Linked DNA regions of Mus musculus: region 2 is linked to region 1. Evidence: chromatin contacts called from public HiChIP or PLAC-seq data. All regions are on one chromosome and are shown on one strand. Each heading gives the region's core, a stretch centred on a gene start, on an enhancer-like site or on the middle of the called end of the contact. The rest is flanking DNA. Distances are from core to core; before and after follow the strand shown. Region 1 has its middle 45 kb from the start of Amn1. Region 2 has its middle 23 kb from the start of Gm38930.

Region 1 (2,744 bases), core at 10-2,509:
ACCAACTAGCCATAAAGATAGGGAAGACATACAAGAATGTCCAGACTGGCCCAGTGTCTCCCTATCTCCCACCCTTAAGTTTAATGTTAACTAGATGCTCTGCTGTTACCTCGATCTGCATGTACAGTCTGCTGATGTTTAAATGAACCAATCATGTGAAACCGCCCCAATTCCTCCCCCAGCCCCAGACCCTTTTCTATAAAAACCCCTAGCTTTCAAGCCTCGTGGTCGAATCCACTGTCTCCTGCGTGAGATACGTTTCGACCCAGAGCTCCACCATTAAACTACCTCGTGTAATTACATCAAGACAGTCTTTTTGTGATGCTTTGGGTGCACACCGAATCAGGAATTGAATGGGGGTTTCCCCACTAGGTTCTTTCAGTGTGTCTGTATACCACATGCATATCTGGTGTCCTCAGAATAGAGAAGAGGACATCTGATCGTCTGGGACTGAAGTTACAGACACTGTAGCCATTGTGTAGGTGCTGGGAATTGAATATGGGTTCTCTCTTAACCACCAAGCTATCTCTCTAGCTGCTAGTATTTCTTTCTTTATTTTGTAAAATTTATTTATTTATTTTATGTATATGAGTACACTGTAGCTGTACAGGTTGTGAGCCTTCGTGTAGTTGATGGGAATTGAATTTTTTAGGATCTCTGCTCCGATCAGCCCCACTCACTCTGGTCCAAAGATTTATTTATTATTATACATAAGTTGATTGTAGCTGTCTTCTGACACACCAGAAGAGGACGTCAGATCTCATTACGGGTGGTTGTGAGCCACCATGTGGTTGCTGGGATTTGAACTCAGGACCTTTGGAAGAGCAGTCACTGTTCCTACCCACTGAGCCATCTCACCAGTCCCCAGTATTTACTTCTGAGATGAAGTCTCAGATATGCTGGCCTTGAACTCTTCAAGTAGCTGAGAAGGATCTTGAATTCCTGACTGTGGGTGCTGCAATTGCAGGCATGCACCATCATTTCCTTTACTGTTGCTGTTTTTAGGCAGTCCTACTTTGTATCCTTGGCAGGCCTGGAACTTGAGATCCTCTTTCTCTGATTTATGAGTGTTGGGATTAAAGGTATGTACCACTGTGACCAAGCTGTAGAACGCACTAAGCAAGTACTGTACCAACTGAGGTACATCTCCAGCCTACTTCGTGAATTTTGTAAAGCGTTTGAGGGGAAGGAGTTGGTCAACAGATACTTTTAGGATAGGAGTTATCAAGGAGGAACAGGAAGGAGGGAGTTATCAAGTTATTTTAGAAGAGACAGGAAGGAAGGGTGGGGTTGGAATAAAAAAGAGTCAGAATTTGCCAACTTCCTTAATAGGCAAGGGTTTTGTTTTGTTTTTAAGCTCATGGTTTTATCTTTCCTGAACACAAGGGTCTGATTAGAACTGTTGCTAAAAGACATCCAGTTTTGCAAATTGACATTTTTCATTTTTTAGTGCTGAGGAAGAAAAAAGAAGAAATTGTTTTCTTAAAAGAATAATGGGAGGTTATTTGAGTAAAAAGATGAGCATCCAAAACAAAGAAGTAAAAAAGATAAACAACCAGAAATGTTCATTTTTTTTTTACTCTTGTTTGTTTTGAGATTGATACTTCTATGTATCCCTGGCTGGCTTCAAACATACACCGCTGAATTTCTACTCTTCTATAATCCTGCTGTCTCTGAGAACTGGGTATATGAAGTTCAGAAGGTCTTCAGAATAAGCCAGTTAAAATTGGTTAGTTATAAAATGTCTTCCAGGGTGATGCTAGATACTCTAACCACACTATCACTTGTGCATGCGAAATGATGCACCAGTGCCGTGACAGTTGACAGTAGCCATAATGGCAACTGGAAAGAAATAAAAAGAAGGGGTACGTGAGTCCCCATAAAGTACCTTCTTATTCCCCTAGTGTTCACAGAAGGAGGAGGAGACAAAGAGGAGGAGGAGGAGGAGAGGAGAGGAGGAGGAGGAGGAGGAGGAGGAGGAGGAGGAGGAGGAGGAGGAGGAGAAGGAGAAGGAGAAGGAGAAGGAGAAGGAGAAGGAGAAGGAGAAGGAGAAGGAGAAGGAGAAGGAGAAGGAGAAGGAGAAGGAGAAGGAGAAGGAGAAGGAGAAGGAGAAGGAGAAGATCCATGCATACTCTTTCCAGCCACTTGGTTTCATCTCTTTTATATGTCTATAACCTTTTGGGCTCCACTGGGTTAAGAAGCTGATTCAGGAGACCATTTCCCTCTTCTGTTATTGACCAAAAATAAACTCTCCTTTACTGCACAATTAGTACTCAGTTTTGTTACTTTTTCTACAAATCAGAGAAAGTAAAGGATCCAGTGTGAGGTCTACCTGCTTCTGCCTCCTGAGTGCTGGGATTAAAGATGTATATTACCAGGCCCAATAGGACTCACATCTTGAACCATTCAAATGGCCAGTGATAGTATTCTTTCTTGGAACTCCTCTTACATGAAGATATAGGCAAGCACCACCACACCAGTTTTGCCATGCTGTGGTCTCAACCCAGGGTTCTGTACAAGTTAGTCAAATATTCCACCATAAGCTACATCTCCACCTCTGGAGGCCAGTTCTTTCCTTCCACCATATGGGTCCTGAGGATAAAACTCAAATCATTCAGCTTGATGGCATTTTACCAACCCTTTCAACTATATAAATAGGTCAGTTAATTTGCAGTCTGTGGTTCAAACAAGAATAAGTAGCAGATTGGTTTGCTGATTCAGATCTAGTCACTAAAAAGAAATAC
Region 2 (2,700 bases), core at 132-2,631, 140 kb before region 1:
CCTGGTTCATTATTTTAACTTTAATCTCATTTCAGGACCCCAAAGATTTAGGGGGTGTGCTGGTTAGTTTTAAGTCAACCTGACACAATGCAGAGTCATGGGAGAGGAAGGAGCCTCAACTGAGGAAATGCTTCCATAAGCTCAAGTTTCTGGCAAGTGTGTAGAACATTTTCCTAACTAGTGATTGATGTTTGTGATGGTTTGTATATCCTTGGACCAGGGAGTGGCACCATCTGGAGGTGTGGCCTTGTTGGAATGGGTGTGACCTGGTTGGAATGGGTGTGTCATTCTCGGTGTGGGTATGAGATCTTCACCCTAGTTGCCTGGAAGTCAGTCTTCCACTAGCAGCCTTTGGATGAAGACATAGAACTCTCAGCTCTGCCTGTGCCATGCCTGCCTGGATGCTGCCATGCTCCATGATAATAATGGACTGAACCTCTGAACCTGTAAGCAGCTCCAATTAAATGTTGCTTTTTATAAGACTTGCCATGGTCATGGTGTCTGTTCACAGCAGTAAAACCCTAACTAAGACAATGTTGGAGGGTCCAGTTCTATAACAAACAAACCAAAAAAAGCAGGCTGAGCAAGCTAGGGAAAGCAAACCAGTAAGCAGCATGACTCCATGGCTGCTGCATCAGCTCCTGCCTCCAAGTTCCTGCCCTGATTGAGTTCTTGTCCTGACTTCCTTCAATGATGAACAGTTATATAGAAGCGTAAGTCAAATAAACCCTTTCCTCTCCAAGTTGCTTTGATCATTGTGTTTTTAGCACACCAATAGTTACCCTAAGACATAGAATTACAGAGTCTCGTCTATCTTTCCAATATGGCCATATTTAATAAATCTTCTCTTACTGACTTCCGCTATTAATTTGACTCATTTAATTGGCCCACTGAGGACCGATAACTGAACCTGGTTTGGGGTACAGGCTGTGGCCTCTAAGCTTGATAACAGCATGAGGCTTCAACGTTTCCCTGAGAAGGTGATACTGAGCGGAAACTTAGAATTCATTCAGGATGAAGAATTCTGAACACAACTGATATATTCAATATTAGTACAATTACTTGACCTTTTTTTTATAAAAATGAAAGGAAGTAGAAATTCTGGTATTGTATTTTGCTTCTCCATATTTTTTTCTTTCTTTTTGTTTGTTTGTGGCAGAGTCTCACTATGTAGTCCTGGCTGTCCTGGAACTCACTATGTAGACCAGGCTGGCCTTGAACTCAGAAATCTACTTGCCTCTGAACTCTTAAGCACTGGGGTTAAAGGTGTGTGCCACCATGCTGAGCCTTCATGTTTTTTGTGCACACCTCTGACTGGTAGTCTCTGGAATCTGATAAAGGATTTGTTTCTTCACATCAGAAGTCATTAAGTGACTATCACCACCTGATGGCAGCAGTGTCCCACAACTGAGAGGTCACTTCAACCATAACACTAGGCAAGAAGTGACATGTAGATCCCTACTCCTAACCACATACTGAGCCGATGGAAAGCAGAAGTAAAAAGATCCTGTCAGGCCCAATCTTTGTTATCTGAAAAATTTAAACAATTATACACATTTACAAAGCACAGAATTGAAGTGAAAGTTTCTGGTTTCATTAAAAAAAAAAAAAAACTCAGTGGTGTCACATGATGTTTTTCTGGACGCTGTCTTGGGGGAGGGTACATGATGCTTTTCCTTTCACTATCTTCAGGGTTCTACTTATATTCTTTCTGAATATCACCACCACCCACCACCCTCTCAAGTATCTGTTTTCAGCAAAATATCACATGACCTTTCTCAAGACAGCTTCCAGAAAAACATCATATGACCTTCTCACAAGACAACTTCCAAGAAAACATTACATGACACAGCTAAGGTTTTAAAAATCTGTAGGTTTACAGTCTATACAAATCTATTAGAGTAATTAATATTTTTGCTTGCTTATCACTGTTTAAAACCTTCAGGATTTTCTCCTCTAGTTCATCTTAACACACATAATAAGTTGTTGGGGACTATTGAAACTAAGCTTTATGGAAATTTCTTGTGAAGAATTTGTGGTCATTCTGTACTGGTAGTTTGGCAATTAGCAAGGAGTCTCATGTAGCTTAGCTTATTTATTGTAATGTGTAACTAGTCATAAAAATAGACCCAAGAAATTACATTTCTTGAGATTTACATAACTGCCATGTCTTAAGACTAGATTACAAAGATGTATCATGCATCAATTGTATGATCTGATGACCCTCATTGTAAAGAAACCTATACCAGTCTGGGAACACCCATCAGGTGTAGTTTTCCCTGGATGGGTTGAAACATTCCCCACCAAGCAGGAAACAGCTACCGTGGTAGCTAAGAAGATATTAGAAGAAAATTTTCCAGAGGTTCAGAGTGCCCAAGGTAATTAGATTGGACAATCGATGGTTCTGCTTTTGTCTCTTAAGGTAAGTCAGGGATTGGCAGAGATATTGGGGACTAATAGGAATCCCCATTGTGTGTACTGTCCCCAGAGCTCAAAGCAGATAGAGAAAATAAACAGAACCCCTACAAGAGACCTTGGCTAAGTTGACCTTGGAGACTGGCTTTGACTGGTTGGTGCCCCTCCCCTTGGCCCTGAACACCCCCTACCATTTTAACCTGACCCCTGTTGAGATCCTGCATGGGACACCCACTCCCTTGACCCTGGCTCTTGATCCCCACCAGAGTGACTTTTCAGGCTGAC

What was found. HiChIP or PLAC-seq counts read pairs in DNA pulled down with a chosen protein or histone mark.
Region 2: a RAD21 HiChIP or PLAC-seq map of pro-B cells shows a contact between it and region 1, with 3 times the contacts expected there. The contact joins two enhancer-like sites. A contact is called at or near these places in 2 of 15 datasets of contacts at CTCF or cohesin (the NIH/3T3 cell line and pro-B cells), 4 of 484 Hi-C or Micro-C datasets (bone marrow-derived macrophages, liver and nephron progenitors) and 3 of 115 datasets of contacts at active chromatin or transcription factors (embryonic stem cells, extraembryonic endoderm stem cells and kidney).

Annotation. Positions count from the first base shown.
Region 1 is chr6:149,232,671-149,235,414 of GRCm38.p6, reverse strand. No RefSeq gene overlaps it. Among named protein-coding and RNA genes, the nearest start is that of Amn1, 45 kb to the right of the region's middle. Within about 2 kb of position 1,259, at least 23 of the 459 cell types and tissues checked have an H3K27ac peak or open chromatin away from gene starts, as enhancers often do. A contact at or near this core is called in bone marrow-derived macrophages and pro-B cells, where this site is marked.
Region 2 is chr6:149,374,057-149,376,756 of GRCm38.p6, reverse strand. No RefSeq gene overlaps it. Among named protein-coding and RNA genes, the nearest start is that of Gm38930, 23 kb to the right of the region's middle. Within about 2 kb of position 1,381, at least 115 of the 459 cell types and tissues checked have an H3K27ac peak or open chromatin away from gene starts, as enhancers often do. A contact at or near this core is called in bone marrow-derived macrophages and pro-B cells, where this site is marked.